Regions from separate parts of the Macaca mulatta genome. Here region 2 is linked to region 1. The links are chromatin contacts, called in public Hi-C maps. All regions are on one chromosome and are shown on one strand. Each heading gives the region's core, a stretch centred on a gene start, on an enhancer-like site or on the middle of the called end of the contact. The rest is flanking DNA. Distances are from core to core; before and after follow the strand shown.

Region 1 (5,775 bases), core at 2,332-4,831:
AGTTTATCACAAAATGCTAAGATGGCTTAACATAAGTAGATCTTTACATCTGTGAATGGAAACTGAGGAAACCAGACCCTTTTGAACCCACTAGGGCATGAATTAATCCATTCCTGAGAGAGAACTCACCCACCCATCTCCATGGGAGGGCATTAATCTGTTCAAGAAGGATCTGCCCTCAGGAACCATGCACCTCCCACTAGGCCCCATGTCTCAACACTGCCACATTGGGGATCAACGTGACAAAACATAGGGACAAAACACATCCAAACCATAGTAATTAGGAACAAGAACACCAATATTTACATTAATATAAAAGAGACTAAACATTTTAAGTAAAACGCACAGATCATCAGAACGGATTTAAAATCACCTAACTATATATTTTTTAAAATAGCATATAGTTTTATGCTATTTTTAGAGAAATACAGTATGTTTACAGTTTTTTGCTTTATACAGAAAGACATAAGAAAGGTTAAAAGGGTAGAAAAGACACACTATGCAAACAGTATAAGTCAACTGATTTCTCATGAAGATACTGAGTTATTTTAATGGGAGAAATGATGGCCTTTTCAACTGATGGTGATAGAATAACTGAATATCCTTATACCAAAAAAATGAACTTTGATCCCTACCTCATTGCAAACACAAAAATGAATTCAACATGATCACAGATCAAAATGTAAAAGCTAAAACGATGTAACTCCTAGAAACTAAACCTGCCAAAACATCTTCACAGCCTTAAGGTAGGCAAAGATTTAAGACACCGAAAAAACTAACCCTTAAGTGGAAAAAAAAAAAAAATGACAGTGGACTTCATTAAAATTTCTGTTTATCAAAGGACACTATAAAAAAAATGAAGCAGGGCATGGTGGCTCACACCTGTAATCACAGCACTTTGGGAATCCAAAGTGGGCGGATCGCTTGAGTCCAGAGTTCACGACCAGCCTGGGCAATATAGTGAAACCCTATCTCTACAAAAAGATACAAAAATTAGCTGGGCATGGTGGCATGCACTTGTATAGCAGCTACTCAAGAGGCTGAGGTGGGAGGATTGCTTGAGCCCAGGAGGCTGAGGCTGCAGTGAGCCATGACCACACCACTGCACTGCATCCTGGGCAGTAGAGCGAGATCCTGTCTCAAAAAAAAAATACAGAAAAGAAAATGAAAAGGTAAGTCACAGATAAGAACAGTCATATATTCACAAGGCATTTATATGAGAAAGCTCTTGTTTTGAGACTGTAGAAAGAGCTCAATTAAACAAGACAAATAATCTGATTAACGGCAAAAAAATTAGACGATACTTTTAAAAAGAACATATATGAATTGCTAAAAAGCAAGTGAAAAGGCACTCAACATTATTAGTCATCAGTAAAACGAAAATTAAAACCACAAGATACTATTTTACACACACTAGAATGGTTCAAACTAAAAGGACTGACAATACTAAATGTAGGTGAGAATGTGAAGCAGTTGAAACTCTCATTTTTTTTTTCTGGTTGAATGTGTAAACTGGTACAGTCACTCTGGAGAACTGTTTGGTAATTTCTCACAAAGTAACACACACATCTATCCTATGACCTAGAAATTGCACTGTTTGGTACTTACCTAAGAGGAAATAAAAATGTATGTCCAAAAAAAGATTTATATGACAGTGTTATGACAGCTGTATTCATAATAAGCAAACTCCGGAAACAAGAAAAACCTTCAGCAATAGGAGAACAGATAAATGAACTGTGGTATATTCATACAATGGAAAACTTAGCAAGAAAAAGGAATGGACTACTGATATATGCAGCCACATAGATGGAAAATGAATCTCAAAAATATTATGGAAGGAATGCAGCCAGAAACAAAAAGGTATATACTGTATGAATCCATTTATAAGTAGTTCAAGAAATGGCAAAACTAAGTCCAGCAAAGTTAGGTTTCTTTTTTTCTTTTTCCTTTTTTTTTTTTTTTTTTTTTGAGACGGAGTTTCATTCTGTCGCCAGGCTGGAGTGCAGTGGCGCAACATCGGCTCACTGCAACCTCCGCCTCCCAGGTTCAAGCGATTCTCTTGCATCAGCCTCCCCAGTAGCTGGGACTACAGGCACGTGCCACCACACCCAGCTAATTTTTTATTTTTAGTAGAGACAGGATTTCACCATGTTGGCCAGGATACTCTCGATCTCTTGACCTCGTGATCTGCCCAAATCGGCCTCCCAATGTGCTGGGATTACAGGTGTGAGCCACCTGTGTAACTTGCTTAAACAAGGGGGAGTAGTCCAAGGGAACTGTGAAAGGCCCCTGGATGAGAGGAAGGGAGGGTTTGGTGTGTGTGTGGTTTTTGTTTTATTTCGGTAGAGTTTGGGTTCCTAATTACTCTACAAGGTGCACCAGAATTGGAGATATTTGCCCAAATTCATAATTTTTGAAAGAGAAAAATAAATACATTCAGAGTACTAAGTGTTATTCCTATTTCAAGATTGAAGAAATTCCGATTAAATTATTCTAATTTTGTGAGGAAGCTAGCATTTGAACTCAGTTCTCATGCCATATTCCAAACGGCCACACCAGATATCTGGCAGATTAAGGGAAAAGAGGAAAAAATTAAGCATCAATCTACCTGTGGCACTGTGTAATAACAATCTCAGGATTTTAACATTTAACTTACTCTGTTTGAAACAGCGATCACAAAGGAATAGACAAGGGGACCACAAATCATTAAAACTGCTGTCAAACAAAATAGAGAACATTTTCCCTAAAAGTTATTTGTTTGTGTAGCGAATAACAAGCTCGCCGTTCTCACTGGAAAGCAGAAGATGAATAAATGAACGAGCTCCAATAAGAAGTCTGCAACCTTTCTTCGAGGTTCATTAAACTCAGTTTATTGAATGACTGTGTGGTTTCTCTGCAAAGAGCAGTTTTGGGAGGAAAGACCCGAGGTTATCTACAACACAAGAACCTCACACATAGGAACTGATCCAGTAAGCAGGATCCTGAAGAGAGGCAAACAAACCATTTTTTGCATTGTTTTGTTGGAAACGCCGGGCACTGCCAACAGTGCTTTACATCACTGTTCCTCAAATTTTAATGTGCATTTGACTCCTGGGAATCTTGTTAAAATATAAGTTCTGATTCCCTAAGTCTGGTGTGGAGCTGAGACCCTGAATTTCTAAAAAGCTACCCAAAGATACCAGACTGTCTGTAGGGGTGGGAGTGGCGGAGGCGACTACAGGGGAAAGCTTCACTTTGAGTGATCGAGAGGCTCTACGCAACTGGCAAGAAGAAACTCAAAATCCCTCGTTCAGAGAGAGACAGAGAGAGACTCACCAGCCCCCCGATCCCTGGGCAGCAGTAAAGCGAGCTGGGTACTGCGCCTAGAATCCCAGTTCTTACCCCAGGATCAGCAGCGCGCTCTGCAGCTGTCTCCGCACCTCCAGAAATATGCGCGTTTCTGCCGCAGTAGCCGCCATGGCGGGCGTCCAGTCCCGGACCGGACCAAGCTGGAGATTCCGAGGGGCCCGGGTCAACAGGACCAGGAGAGGTTCCACGTGCGGACCAACCAGCAGCAGCCCCGCGGCGGCGCAGGCGCCTGTGACAGAGCTCATGGCTGACACCGCCTACTGGCTCACAGCGCCGCCTGCCGGCCGGAGAGTACACCACCGAGAAGGCGAGGGACCCCCTGAGGCCTGGGCGGGGCGCGCATTTTCAAAACCAGGCTTTGGCCCACAGCGCTGAGAAAGGGGTGGGCGGCGAGAGGTGAGCTATCCTCCCACTCTGCTTCTTTTGAGCGTGACTTGGCGCGTTAGCCTCCCTGGAAATGACCATAAAAATCAGACCCAAGGTTCACTCCTTTGGCTAACTCGAACTGAGGGAGGTGATGGAGGCAGGTGTTACAGGTGGACTTTGTCTCCAGGAAATCCAAGAGCAGAATTCCTGGCCCCAAACCCACTTTATTTTGGTCTCTTTATGAACAAGGGTCATTTGTTAGCCTCTGTCTAAAGTAACAAAATTTTCAAGAATTGACTTGCCATTGCTTCTCAACTTAGGATAACTCCAAAATTGAAACGGGTGCAAAAACATGAGGAAATTCTTTGTTACCTAATGCAAAAGAGTATGGCTGAAGTCTATCGGGACTAACCGTTTTTTAGGGGGTAAAAAAGGAAGATGAGAATGATTACGTATGTACAGCTCCACTATTCACTTTCACAAAAGTAAAAACTAAGAGAAGTTGTCATCCCATTACTACTAAAAGATAGTTTTGAAAAGTTTGACACAGTAAATACTTATAATGAAAAACTATTTAAATATAAGACCAGGGTAGAATTACAATCGGACTTCTTAAAAACAAGGAACTGCTGTTTTTTGTTTTGTTTTGTTTTTAGACAGAGTCTCTCTCTGTCGCCAAGGCTGGAGTGCAGTGGCGCAATCTCGACTCACTGCAACCTCCGCCTCCCGGGTTCAAGCGATTCTCCTGCTTCAGCTTCCGGAGCAGCTGGGATAACAGGTGCACACCACCATGCCCGGCTAATTTTTGTATTTTTGGTAGATCCGCCCGCCTCGGCCTCCCAAACTGCTGGGATTACAGGTGTGAGCCACCATGACCGGCCTAGACCATAAATAAATTCTAAATAAATAAATCCTGTCATGTTTTAAGATAATAGCTTAAGACAATTTTTCTAAAATCAGTATTTGGGGTGATTAAAGTGTATTATGTTGATGCGCAAATTATTATATCTATCCCAATAATTTGAAATCATAGATGGAAGCAACAACTCACTTTAAAAAATGAAGTTTACTACTGTTTGGTCTCAAGTAATTCATTTATTTGAAGGATGATGATTTCAACTCTTCATATCTTCCTCCTTTAATATCCGAGACTATTGAATGCTTAAATATTGACACATTATATTGAAATACACAACTTCCTTAGCACAGCTTATTCTTTATAATTGTTTTGTTAGCTTAAAAGATTGTTATATATTTATAAATATATAAGCAAAAAGATTGTTATATATTACGTATTTGCAAAAACTTTCATTTTTTTACCCCATGGTGTTTGCAAAACGGTGCAATTTACCTTGGAGTAACTAGATATGATTGATAGAGCTCTAGACTCAAAATAGTTCCAAATCTGACACCAACTATTTGTCTCCTAACTTCACAAGTCTCCTAACCTCTCTGGGCCTCAGGTTACTCATATGAAATACTGAGATACTATTACAATAATATTTAAAAGCTGTTTTCAGTTCCTATTATCCCTTCAAATGAAAACATCTGCTAACCCCCTTTCTAACCACTCCTGAAATTGGTAGCCGTGGCCGCTTCCAGCGACAGTCCACTTGAGGGCGCTGTGGCAACAGCTAGCGCCGGGAGGCAGGAAGCCGACCGGGGGCGGGGATCGAAGGCCGCAGACGTCGACGCCGGCGTGGGCGCGAGCGCGGTGCACGCTGGGAGCTGTCACTAGGCCCTTCGGCTCCCGGTCTCCGTGTAGCTGCCGTGGTTGCCAGGAGAGCGGCGCCGGCTAGGAGCGGCCGAGCCAGCAGCAGGTAAAAGTGTCCCCGCCCCCAGTGCGGTCGCTAGGCTGGTCGCCGGCTCTAAGCATCCTTCTTGGCCGGGCTAGGTCCTGAGCCGCGGGGACGCCTTGCGGGTCTGACTGCTGTGGCGTCGGGGGTGTTGCCGCTCCGGCCCCGCCAGAAGCCGCGAAACTGGTCGGCCGCCCTCTGGTTTCCGGGGAGTCGAGAGCTGCGCGGGGACTAGAGGGCTAGAGCTGGGGCCAAGGCCTGGCCT
Region 2 (5,775 bases), core at 2,311-4,810, 800 kb before region 1:
CAAACACTTTTGGATATTTTCAATTCTTATCTTACTTGCTTTCCCTGCTTTTATGTCTTTAAAACCTCTTTCCCTTAAGGAGTCTAAAAGAGATACTGGAAGGGCAGGAAGTCACAGAAGCATTTAAGCATGGTCTCTCTCTCTCTCTTAACCACTTCTTCCCAGGGCATTATCGCTTCTCCTGGCCTTCAAATACTGGCTTCTCTCAAATGATCCTCAGTCCTCTACTTCATATTCTCTCTGATAGTTTCAATCCTTTTCATGCTTTTAACTCTACCATACACATGATTATAAATCCCCAAATCTGTCTCTTGCTCACATATTTGTCCTAAATTCCAGGCCCATATTTCCAATGTCTATTGTACTTCTTATCTATGCATTCAAAAACTGCTTATTGAAGGGGGAAGAAAGCAAAGGAAATAAGCATTTAAACACCTAATACATACAGAATGCTTTACATCAGACCAGTCAAGTAAACCACCCAAATCATACCACCAGGAAAAGAGGGAGTCAGACTTCAAATACAGATCTGTTTAATGATGAGGTCCATGTTATTTCTGCTACGCTACACTGTCTTCTTCAGCACATCCACAGTAGGTCACAAGGCATTGGGAATACGAAAATAATTAGGACCTAAATATTTTAGATAAAATAAAATACAGGTTCATGGATAATACTCAGGTGGATGCATAGCTAGTTAAACATATGTACTAACTGAACAAAACTTATGATCTATTACACAGTTCCTATTATCAAAGGGTCACAGTTTGGTATAAGAGAGCAATTTTATACGGTCGAAGAGGACGACCATCCCCGCTAGAGGAGGGCCAGTCTTCAGTCAAGGGTATACGAGTAGCTGCACTCCCCTGCTAGAACCTCCAAACAAGCTCTCAAGAGAGTAATTTTATTTAGGCAAGTAACTAAAACATATCATGATTATAAACCTATGGTCAAGATAAAACAAGTGACACACAGGAATGAGGAGTGCAGAAGAGGGGTCCAGGGAAGACTTTCTACAGGAGATATATAAACTATGTATAAACTAAGACTTAAAAGATGAGTACCGGCCAGGCACAGTGGCTCATGCCTGTAGTCCCAACACTTTGGGAGGCTGAGGCAGGCAAATCACTTGAGCCCAGTACTTTGAAATCAGCTTGGGCAACATGGTGAAACCCGTCTCTACAAAAAAAATACAAAAATTAGGCGTGGTGGCACGTCCCTGTAGTCCCTGCTACTCTGGAGGCTGAGGTGGGAGGATCACTTAAAATTGGTCAGTCAAGCCTGCAGAGAACCAAGATCATGCAACTGCACTCCAGCCTGAGCAACTGAGCGAGACTCTCTTTGGGAAAAAAAAAAAAAAAAAAAAAAGAGTACCATATGCGATGGCCTGATAAATTCTGGGTGAGAGCACATTTGAAGCAGAGGGATAGTAAATATAAAAGAACTAGAATCACCTTGGTCCATTCCAAAATTTCTAAATAATTCAGAAGACAGAAGTGAGGCCTAACAACACACGAGGATAGACCAGATTTTGGACAGCCTTATGTGCCCTTCCTTAGAGATTAAAAAAAAAAAAAAAAAAAAAGGCAGGCAATCCAAAGACAAGATGTCGTAGTAATTCCCAGGTTTCTTGCTTGGATAACAGATAGAGAAACTAGAAAGAAGAGTAAGGGGTCAATACTTTGGAAGTCAGTAAAGCAAAACAAAACTAAACAACAGAACAAACACAAAAATTATAGGTGAAATTTTGTTTTATACATTATAGATAGTGCTCTACATAAATATAATCCTTATTTCAGCCTTATTATTGCCCCTGTAAATGTGATCACTTTCATTTTCTGATGAGGAAATTCACCTGAAAATTTTAAAAGCCTACCTAAAATAATATCAACAGAAAAGTGCTCTTGATCCTACCTATCCTAGGCTACCAAACTACTCTCCCAAAAGGCAGTTAGAAAACTTTTAATGATAGTAGTATAATGTAGTAGAAAAAAGTACCATGGAATTCAATTCAAAATAATTGAATTCAAAAGCAGTTTGGTAGGGCAGCTGGAGACTCCGAAGCTTAAGATTCAAGCGATTCTGCCTCAGCCTCGCAAGTAGCTGGGATTACAGGCACACACTACCATGCCCGGCTAATTTTTTTGTATTTTTGGTGGAGACGGGGTTTCACCATGTTGGCCTCGAACTCCTGACCTCAAGTGATCCGCCCGCCTTGGCCTCCCAGACTGCTGGCATTACAGGTATCTTTTTTTGGGGGGAGGGGGGGCGGAGCCACATTCTGTCGCCCAGGATGGAGTGCAGTGGCACGATCTCCACTCACTGCAACCTCCACCTCCCGGGTTCAAGCAATTCTCGCTTCAGCCTCCCGAGTAGCTGGGATTACAGGCATGAGCCACCGCACCCGGCCTAAAAAATTTCTTGAAGTAAACTCCGGTTTGACTAAAAGTTTCTGCAAATATTTGCAAATGTAATTATTTTTAGAAATCAGTTCTGTCCTCATCTACCTTCCTTCAATTTCCAAAACAAATAAAAGTTAAGGAATTCAAAATACAAAAAGAGAAATGATCAAGAGGGGGCTGGCAAGTCTGTGAATTTACACCACTTTATGGGCATTGAAACACTACTACTCATAAAAGTCACATCCTTTCAGTATTTCTGATAAATTTCAAATGGCCTACTTCGAGCATAAGTTAAAAGGTGCTACATGAATCTCTGGCTAACACAGCCAAGTTTTATGAACCACGTTGGAAAATAGGAGTCAAGGATGGCCTGTGTTACCTAATTCGCAGCTGAACTAAAACTCTTTGAGCCAGACAGCTCTGCCTGTTACAAAAACAAAAGGCATGTCTTCTCTGTCTCTCTCACCACCCCCCACCACCCTCCAAAAAGAATCAGTTCCTTTTTACATAACAGTGAATGTCCACATATCAGAGTTCACCACCTGCTTCCCGACAGAGTCGGTATCCGCGGAGTGGACTCAAACTTGTGACTCCAGGAAGGGGATAAAGAACATGAGCGCCCCTAGGAATGGCTTCAAATCCAAGACTCGAAGGAAAGTGACACTACACAACTATCACAACTAGGAAGGCAATGTCGCTGGAGGGCGTGTCCCGCAGGACGGGAGCTTAGCGCATCGCCGGGACAGGCCATTCATTAGCTAAGGGGGGCGGTAGGGACCCTGGCCACTCGGCCCTCTCCGCGCGGCCTCGCGCGAAGCCCGGCAGCCTCAGGGCCGCAGAGTCCCCTCCCTACGGTCCCCCCGCGCAGCCGTCCGCAGCCACCCGCACCCTCCGGAAGGCGAATACTCTCCCCCTGCCCCCGGACTGAAGGGAAGCCGCTCCGCACAGTCGGGCAGCGCCAAGCCCTCCCTCACCAGTCGCTAGATGAAACTGCGCCGGTGGATTCCGCAGGGTCCACACAGAGCCACACAGGGACTCATCCTCAGTGAAGGCAATAAGAGAAACCGAACGGCGCCAGAGGGGCCGGTCCCCAGAGCCGGGTCAGTTCGGCAGGCGGCTGCAACCCAGCCGCGACTACAAGAATCGGGAAGGGGGATGTGGAGGAAGGGCCCGAGCGGGCGGTACTCAGTAATAAGGCGGGCGCTGATTGGCTAGGGCTCCTGTATGTCTCTTGATGATTGGCTGGTGCTTGCCCAGAAGGTTTCGCGTGGCAGCACCTCTGCCATGGTCTTTTTCCCTGACGCCCCAAAGGAGCTTGACCTCGCCGGCCTTGGGGCGGCTGACTCAGGCCAGGGGCGGGGAAGGGAGAAAGGCCGCAGCGGGGGACTCTAGGCCAATAGCGGTGATGGGAGTGTCGCTTTCCAGGCCAGCCATCTCCTAGTTAGAAACGTCTCTCCAGGCAGCTGGAGACTCGGAGGGGAGGCTAAACCGGAGTGGAGAAGGAGACCTGGCCGGATGCCTTGGACACCCGGTCACTACGCAGCAGAAGCCAGGTGCATAGGCGTCTTGCACAAAAGAGTTTCTTCCCGTGGCCTTAGCAGTGGGGTTACTGCAAAGCCGAAGGTGTAGTCTACGTAAACCCAGCCTCACCCCTCTCTGGATCGCTATACACCCGGATTATCTGGCAGTCACTCCTTTGGTCAGAAGGCGTCACTGCCCTCTTAGATCACCACAGTGGGACTAGCTGCCGACCCGGGTCACGCCACTCAGTGCCTGACACCAGGCTTACACTAGGCTTTTTCCACTTGAACTCTGAATCTAAAGGCCATTTAGAAAGTGGTCGAGTGAAAAAACTAGGAGGGACAGTAGCCAATAATCAATACTAGGGTACTGAATGGGAAACATACTGCTGCTGAATGCCTAATATAGTAAGCACTCAGTAAATGATTGTTCAAGGAGGGGTAGTGTGACTCAGAACAAACGACACTAGGAATCACAAGTTGGCTGTACAGCTCTGCCACGTTGTGAATTTTACAAGCCATTGAGTTGGCCTCATCTCATCTCTGAAAGAAAGGAGTTGTGCATGTCTTAATGCCCACTGAGCTCTGCTTGCTCTCTTTTGAAGCTTTTTTTGTGGAAGAGTAGATTACTAGCCCAAAGCCACACAGCTGCTTAGCGAAAGAGAAAGGGAGACTAGGACCCAGCCCTCCTGCTGCCCTTCCCAGCACATAATTGTTTCTTTGCTCTTTATTCTGAATACCCTACTTCCTACAAAACAAAAACCAGTTAGTAATGTAAAAATTGAGTGATTTTGAAAATAAGCTTAAGTTGTATCTCCAGATATTTTTTAAAAAAGAAGCTACATATAATGACTTTCATGTTCATGAACAAAGAAGCCAATAAAAGCAAATAAAGCTCCTAGTGTAAATAAACGCATTGACCTGAGTTCATAACTTTTCTCTCTCTTTCTTGTATCTGGGCAAGTTAATTCACTTTTCTGAAGCCTCAGTTTCCTCATTTGCAAAATAGGAGAAATAATCTATTTTGGGGTTGTGAAAATGTAATGATAATATATAGCACTTAGCAGAGGGCCTTAGTAGCGCACAATAATACTTCATAAATAGTGCTAATAAATGAAGTATTACCTTAGTGGCTGAATTATTCCAAGCAGGCATTCATTAATTTAAAAATGACAGCCAAGCAAAGTGAGTCACACCTGTAATACCACCACTTTGGGAGGCAGAGGCCGGTGGATCACTTGAGCCCAGGAGTTCAAGACCAGCCTGGACAACATGGTGAAACCCTGCCTTTACTAAAATTAAAAAAAAATTAGCCAGGCATGGTGGTGCACGCCTGTGATCCCAGCTACTCAGGAAGCTGAAGTGGAAGAATACCCTGAGCCCTGGGAGATCAAGGCTGCAGTGAGTCAAGATCAGGCCACTGCATAAGCCTACGCAACTGGGGTGAGGCCCTGTCTCAAAAAATAATAATAAATAAAAGTAAAACTTACCAGGTCTCGGACAATTTGTGGTAAGCATTGGGGATCCAACAGTGGACAAAAATACATGTAGATCCAGATATTCCCAAGCATAATAAATTGCAACATTTATAAGTATTACAAAGAATACTGTGATAGATTTAATCTGACTTCCAAGAGATGTGACACATGAAGTAAAGAATGAGTAGAAGATAACTCAGATAACTAGATAACAAGGAGATAAGTAGATGAAGCAGGAAAGAAATAACCTTCCAAGCGAAGGGATATAGAATTGCTCCCCTTTTCCCGGGAAAGTTAGACGCTTTCAAAAGTACTGACTGGTTATTTGCAAGACAAAATATTAAAATAAGTAGGAAATATTAAAAATGAAATACA

The links. Hi-C and Micro-C count contacts between places; a contact is called where the count stands out from the background.
Region 2: a Hi-C map of cortical neurons shows a contact between it and region 1, with 7 times the contacts expected there. The contact joins the promoter of IBTK here to the promoter of UBE3D in region 1. A contact is called at or near these places in 4 of 14 Hi-C or Micro-C datasets (CD4 T cells, cortical neurons, fetal cortex germinal zone and 1 more).

The regions. Positions count from the first base shown.
Region 1 is chr4:102,769,719-102,775,493 of T2T-MMU8v2.0, reverse strand. It overlaps UBE3D (ubiquitin protein ligase E3D), which reads right to left and starts at 3,581. Exons shown (of 10, transcript XM_077999709.1): 1 at 3,382-3,581. DOP1A (DOP1 leucine zipper like protein A) reads left to right here and starts at 5,448. Exons shown (of 38, transcript XM_077999700.1): 1 at 5,448-5,534.
Region 2 is chr4:103,568,658-103,574,432 of T2T-MMU8v2.0, reverse strand. IBTK (inhibitor of Bruton tyrosine kinase) reads right to left here and starts at 3,560. Exons shown (of 29, transcript XM_015136835.3): 1 at 3,377-3,560.